2 separate regions of the Zea mays genome follow, and region 1 is linked to region 2. The links are chromatin contacts, called in public Hi-C maps. All regions are on one chromosome and are shown on one strand. Each heading gives the region's core, a stretch centred on a gene start, on an enhancer-like site or on the middle of the called end of the contact. The rest is flanking DNA. Distances are from core to core; before and after follow the strand shown. Region 1 holds the start of LOC100274920. Region 2 holds the start of LOC103635758 (importin subunit beta-1).

The links. A called contact is a pair of places that touch in the nucleus more often than the background predicts.
Region 1: a Hi-C map of ear shows a contact between it and region 2, with 2.7 times the contacts expected there. The contact joins the promoter of LOC100274920 here to the promoter of LOC103635758 in region 2. A contact is called at or near these places in 2 of 25 Hi-C or Micro-C datasets (ear and tassel).

What each region holds. Positions count from the first base shown.
Region 1 is chr8:118,666,912-118,670,439 of Zm-B73-REFERENCE-NAM-5.0, reverse strand. It overlaps LOC100274920, which reads right to left and starts at 1,407. Exons shown (of 12, transcript NM_001152741.2): 1 at 1,153-1,407; 2 at 946-1,060; 3 at 28-98. The coding sequence starts at 1,327.
Region 2 is chr8:118,393,478-118,397,022 of Zm-B73-REFERENCE-NAM-5.0, reverse strand. LOC103635758 (importin subunit beta-1) reads left to right here and starts at 1,777. Exons shown (of 3, transcript XM_008658136.3): 1 at 1,777-2,055.

The DNA.
Region 1 (3,528 bases), core at 158-2,657, 270 kb before region 2:
TTATATAAAGTAGAGTTGTAAAATAACCTCTAAAAACTGCAGAAGGGGCAACTTGTTGGGTTGCTTTGAGCTTTTCCACTGCGTCTTGACGTCTTCCACTGCACGAAGAATTCATAATTTTACTGAAATAACTCAACGCTGCTCAGGATGAATGATCTAACTGGAAAAATAATTCAAGGACCCAGTTCAGGGTTATATATATCACTAGTAGGCTGTAGCTCAACCTAATTATACCACAAGTAGTAATTATCCACAACAGATATTGATCATATTCGAAAGTTGTAATGTTAAAGTAAAACGTTTGTAAAAGGTATATTCTCCATTTGTTTATCCTCCAGATTCAGACTACCTCATGAGTTAATGCATAAACAATATCCCAATTTGCACTCTGGTCTCTGGAAGACACATCCACTCATCCTATGTTCTTTATATAATGTATGCTATGCCCAAATCCTTCCTAAATATCACGGATATATAAATCTAAATAACTTAAGGTCAGAGGACAAATTGAGCAAAAAGAAGAGCCAAAACCACCATGATACAGGGCACAGGGTTAGCAAAAGCTGCCAAATTTTTTATTGGATTGAAAGCCGAAGTGCAAAAGGTATGAGATTCGACGTTGATGTATCATCTGTACTATCATCATGCACCAATACATTTCCAATATGCACACATTCACTCTAGTAGGGGAGCATGCACCCACAAGACAAGCACACCTCCTCCAATCTGCTCAGCTTTGTCAAGTGCACTCTAGTGTCATACTATCATATATGCCCAAACATGCCTAACTACTTCACCTATACCAAGCTAAAACTCTATAACTAGCCGCCCAGATCAAGATCAATTGGCCCAAACCGGATCCACCACATTGCAGCTTTGAGGGTCCGCGACATTTGTAAAAGAAATGTTCGCATTTACAAAAATGAGTGGTGCAGCGCACCGCACCTCCGGTAAAGCAGCGTGGACATAGCGAGCATGAGCAACCCAACAGCTTCGGCACTGCCCTCGCCTCCTCCCTGCAGGTTCGAGGCGCCTTGCTCCAGTATCCGCATCGCCTCCTCTGGCACACCAGCGACAGCGGTCCAGGGCACATGAGCGAGTCCTCAAAACCCTAATGCACACTAGCGCAAATAGAGGGGGCGAAGGGGGAACCTGGCGAGCTCCGGTGCACGGCGCCGCCGAGGGCGTAGCGGACCATCTCCGCCGCCACCCTTTCGGTCTGCGTCGCGCCGCCGCCGGCGGCGGTGACAGTAAACTGGCGGGAGCCCCGCGGCTTCGGAGCGATGAGGGCCCTCCTAACAACCGATCGGATCCAGCTCATCGCCATGGCTGCACGCCTGCGCCGGCGCCGCGTATCGGGGCGCTAGAAGCGGCGTAGAGCCTGGAAGCTGGAAGAATACCAAGGGTGACGTGTTCACTCAGTTCACAAGTACATGACAACTTTGATATTTTTCAAAAACTTTATTCAAAATATTTATTCAAAAATATAAAATTTTAAGTCAAACATAAACTACCTTAAATAATAAAACAAATCAAAAAAATAAATGATAACTTTTTTTGAATAAGATGAGTGGTCAAAAAATTTTAAAAAGTCAACGGTGTCATATATTTATGAACGGAGTGGTACTATATCTGTATGATTGGTTGGTTGGGCCTCCGTGCCTAGACCTCGTGCATGCGTTGACCGCACTTGGGCAGGTGCACGATCATGACTTTTTTACCCTCATTGGCTTGCATGCGTGGGGAAGTAAGAATCCTCCATCTCAACCGATGTAGGTCTGCCTCAGTCAGGCGTGGAGGATGCTAGCAACCAAACATGAGGTATAAGAACACAGTGTAGGCGTCTACAGTGTATACTGAGCTCCCACCGAACACCGGTCAATCCTATCCTTTCCTTCGTCCCCAGCATGTCGCTCCTCGTTACAAGTCTACCACGCCACCTCAATCTCCACCTTCCTACCGTGCCCCCGTCAACCCGCCACCTTCCTTCGTCACCACCACATCGGGCTTCGCCTCCACGCCGCAGACTGCGCTCCTTCCTCGCCCTCACGGGCGCTGATTTGGGGGAGGGGGCTCCTGTGGAATGCACGACCTTCCATCCTTGGACCAGTGGATCTTCAGATGGCAATCGCTACTTCCTCGCCATCGGTTCGGCCCCACCCTTGACCCCGCGCTACCTTCAATCCTCGCCACCACGCCGATCTCGCCTTCCACAGGATCCCCCCAAAATTTGCGCCCCCAACCCGCGTTCCAAATGCCGGTCCTCGCATTCCATCTATATTCCCCTTCCATTCTCTTCCCCGCGCCCGGGATCTACCTTCCATCCTTGCCACCACGCCACGACTACTATTAAAGAAAGAGAAAGGGGTACCATATGCGATACAATCACCACGCCACCATCCTCCACGCACCCGCCGTGGGGACATCTTCAATTTCTATGGTTGCATCAGTATCAGATTCAGAATAAGCAATGAACATTGATTCCAAAGTAAGCATTCCAACTCTTCCATAGTGATGCAAGATGTTCGATTTGATTTATCTATTATGTACTAATCTTATTGAGAATCAAAACAAGTAGTTATTGGTGTTCAGTCAGGAGTATGCATAGAAATATTTTGCTGTAACCGAAGAATACATTGATTTAACTTTATTAAAATTTTGAAGTACCGAAATAGTTCACACCACCTACCTATCCAATTCATCTAATCTCATGTCTAAGCATTCAGTTCTAAGCCTTTTACTGTTGTAAGCATTAGTCAATGGCTCCAAGCAGTCATTTAACCCTTTTACTGCTTCTAGATAAAAGTATGAAATGTCAACACCATGATCGAAGAGCATAAATCTAATGTGTGTTTCTGTTTTCCTAAAACAACAGAGTTATCACGACTCGCCTGAGACCAACCCCGGGTGGGAGACGCAGTCACGACTCGCCCGAGGCCAACCCCGGACAAGCAATGCATTTCCGACTCGCCCGAGGACATCTTGGGCGATGCTCTAGAATGTGATATATGTTTATTCAGTCAAAATGAATCTTTTGGCCAGAAGTACAAACACTCATTGCTATGTTAACTATTAATTAATGTTGAAATCCCCTTATATATTCTTGCAGAAAGGAGGCCAATAAAAGCTTCAACGACAAGAGCTTGAACAAAAAAATCGAAGGTAACTTGTGCTCATCTTTCTTTCCTTTTCCTACCGAATTCTTCATTGTTTTTTAAACTGCACAATAAAGTGTTTGGTTTAGGATCTCTTTAGGTTGTGCGGATTTTACTTTAATGTCTTGACTGTGAAAAAGCAAATAAAGACTAAAAACATATATTGTTAGATTTACAATGTCCAACTTTACCAAGACCTGATGGACCTAAGTCACAACTTGCCCGAGGCCTACCCCAAGCGAGGAACACAGTCATGACTCGCCTAAGGCCACTCCTAGACAAGCAGCACATTTCCTACTCGACCGATGGCATCTTAGGCGATGATCTGGAATATGATATGTGATATATGTTTATTCAGTCAAAATGAATAAAT
Region 2 (3,545 bases), core at 528-3,027:
ATCTTGCCGAGCGCTACAATCTGCCTTCCTCCGAAGCCACAAAGAGGGTGTGTAGCATCATGAATCTTATCCTCTGGCTCTTGCATCTGTCTGAAGGCCTTAGCAAATATAATATCCGATGCACTTCCTGTATCAACTAGAACATTGTGGACCAGAAATCCTTTGATAACGCAAGAAATAACCATAGCATCATTGTGAGGGTAATCCTTGAGCTGAAGGTCCTATTGGGAGAAGGTAATTGGGATGTGGGACCATCTCGACTTGATGAAGGGTCCCTGCACCCCGACATGTTGTACCCTTCTCTGTGCCTCCTTCTTCTGCTTTTTGTTGGCTGGCTCTGAGCATTACCCGCCTGTTATCGGGAGTACCAGCTTCGTAGCCGAAGCAGCTCCAGCTTGGTTGTTGAACGAAGCCATCAACTCAAAAAATGGAAGTGAGTACACCGGAGGTGGGCCCCAATGTTGGGGACTTGTTCTCAAATGCTTCGAATTAAGAACAAGGCAACATAAAATGTTAAATATTAATGCCCTTCATCCACTGAAGCATTATCTCCCCAAGGATTTAATGAACTTCGGACGAAGGCCATGAGCAAGATATCACGAAGGTTATACCTTCATGATTAGAGTTATAAAACAATGTGGGATGGAATATAAAAAATATGAAACATAAGAGAATGATATATCAAAAACACATAAGATTATTCACATATTTTATTATACAAATCTAAAAAATAAAACATAATATTTAGGTACATTTATACCTTCGCCTTGGTAGAAAGCAATAATTCCAGCGTAATGTGTCATCGATTACAAGATTGCGTGAACAGTACAGGGGTACTGTTCACCTATTTATAGGCACATGGCGCAGCCTGTGTATAATTACATTTATGCCCTTTACAATCAACTACAATAATGACACAGAATATCATGGGTCTTTAGGTCATTTCATCTTTAAGTCGGTTCACCCCTTCGTCTTGAGACATGTCACTGTGCCGAAGCTTTATAGGCGATAGCTTCGGCACTGCTTTTGAGAGGACCTGCCGAAGGTGTTTCTTTCTTTAGGATTTTCGGCTATGAAGCATACCCCCAACAGTTAGCTTGAGGACGAAGGTCTAATAAAACAATATTAAACAAAATGATAATGGACAATGAAGTATGAAACTCATCTCCTCATGCTTAGCATTATTTATTTCATCCTCCTTCGAAGGCTAAGCGAAATAAAGCTTAAGGCCCTTAAAAGATGAATTTATACATGACACTGTTCAACTATTTATAGGAAAGATAAATAGTTTAACATGAAATTATAAACATGTCTATAACGTTTACCCGCATGATTTACAAAAGATATATGGACATCGTTATTTTTTTACGAGTCTCAAACTTCTTTGTCTTCGCGTACTTCGCGCCCAAAATCCTTTTTCACGACCATCAATCTTTTGAATTATCTCATATCTTTTTGTTACTTTAGGGCTAGTTTGGGAACACCGTTTTTGCGAGGAATTCCAAATTTCCCAAAGGAAAATGAACTAATTTCTCTTAGAAAAATTGAAATCCCTTGAAAAAATAGTGTTCCCAAACTAGCCCTTAGTTTTTTTTCTCTATAAAAGCTACTTAGTACTTCGTTGTAATAATTGATGGCTATGTGCAAAACTCTTCCAGAGTTCGAAATATAATTTATTTTTTCTAAAAAATCCCACGTTTTGTTTTTTCACATAATCACAGAAGTAGCGCGTAGAATAATTTTCCAATAAAAAAAGAAAATGGAAATTTGAATACTGGCACCGGCGCTGGCACAGTCACTTCTCAAAACCCCGCCCGCAAGCAGGCCGCCCGCCTCCCACCTCCTATAAACCCTAGCCGCCTCATTTTCATTCCTCCTCTCCCTCGCCGGAGTTGAGTTTCATTTGAATAGGCGGGTGGGAAAGCATCCTAAACCACCCTCCGCTATCCCCAACCGCCCCGAACCATAGCCTCCCCTCCGTGTCGCCGTCCGGATCTCGTGGGTTCGCGTGCAGCGGGGATCCGTCCAGGCTTGGATTGATTTCTTATCTGCGCGGTAAGGAAACCTAATCCCGTTTTTTGCTCGGATAAATTGTTTTTGTCGGTGGTGGGATCATTCGCTTCGATGCTGCCGCTCTAATCTTATTGTTGGTTTCAATCGAATCCGTAGAGTTCGTCGGGGATGTGCTTGCTTCCTGCGTGAGTAATGCAGTGCTCTAGTAGAGGTTCATTTTCCGTTTTTTTTTTGTTTGGGGTTTAGCGGAATCCTCCTGCCCCCTGTCATATAGGTGTTGATTTGCGCGGTAGGCTTTATTTCGCTGCCTTGCGAGTTATAGGGTTATCCGTAGTTTTCAGCGTTTTGAAGTTGTTCATGCTTCATATCACGATTTGAAAGATGATTATGTTCACTAAGTATCGGTGACGGCATGAAGAAGGATTTAGGGCTTTCACACTGGGTAACCGTTCCAAACGATTCTGCACAAGTGCTTCTGTTGTTGCGGAGTCCTCTTTTGGCAGTGTTCCCTGTTGCCAATGTTTGGGCAAAGCTAGCCGGTAATGAAGTTGGGGTCAGCTCCACTAAAATGATAGAATTTTAAGCTAGATATCTAAAGGATTTGTTAAGAAACTATAGTATTTCGTCGGGGTTGGTGGACCCCTGTGAAAGGGCCTAGCTCAGCTTCTGTAATGTTGTAATAAATACCTCCATCTGGCCTGGCTTCAATCAAATCCTGTGAAGCACTTTGGTGTCCACATGCCTTAGAAGCTAGGATCTTGTCAGGTTTGCCTTTTTTATTTCTTGGATTTTAACTGAGACACAGGCTGTATGTGCTTAATGGGGGTCTTTAATATGGTTGAAACTCATGATCATGTTGTGCCTAAGTTTGGTCGAACAATGCATTCATACATTGGGGTGTAGATATGCGTGTTTGTTCTCTGGGGTGATATAGCTTTGTTATCTGTCAGTCGATATCATTTAGTTTGCATTGGATGCTGATGATATTAGGGTACTAACCTGTTCGTCCTAAAATATATTTATTTGCAATTTTTTCATTGTCCATTGGTAGCTCTGTTGCACAGTGCTCTTTTCTGTTTTTAATTTTGGTGTACAATATTTACAGTGTTGCTTTTCTTTATGTTTTTTTCTGGAACACACAAGAGGGCTGCATATCATTATATTAAGAAGGAATATTTATGTTTTTTGGTCATGTAATATTCAGTTGTTCATGAATATTGTTGCTGTGTAATTTCTTCATTGTCCATAGGCTGCACGGTGTCCTTTTCTTTTATTAGGTTAAAAATCGTTTATGGCGTTAATCATTTTCTGCTGAAGTTGTATACTTGTATTGTATGATTTATGGCTTCTCTGAGCATGCTCTTTAGCTTTGAATGGTCAATCAGATGCATTGGTTGATTTAGCTGTTTAGTGATAATCTTGGATTGTTGATGAGGCTAAGCAAATATTATGGGTATGTGCTTTAATATGGATGAAATTTTTTCCTACAGTACCCAAGGTTTTAAAGTCAGCTAGTCGACTCTAGTCGCCTG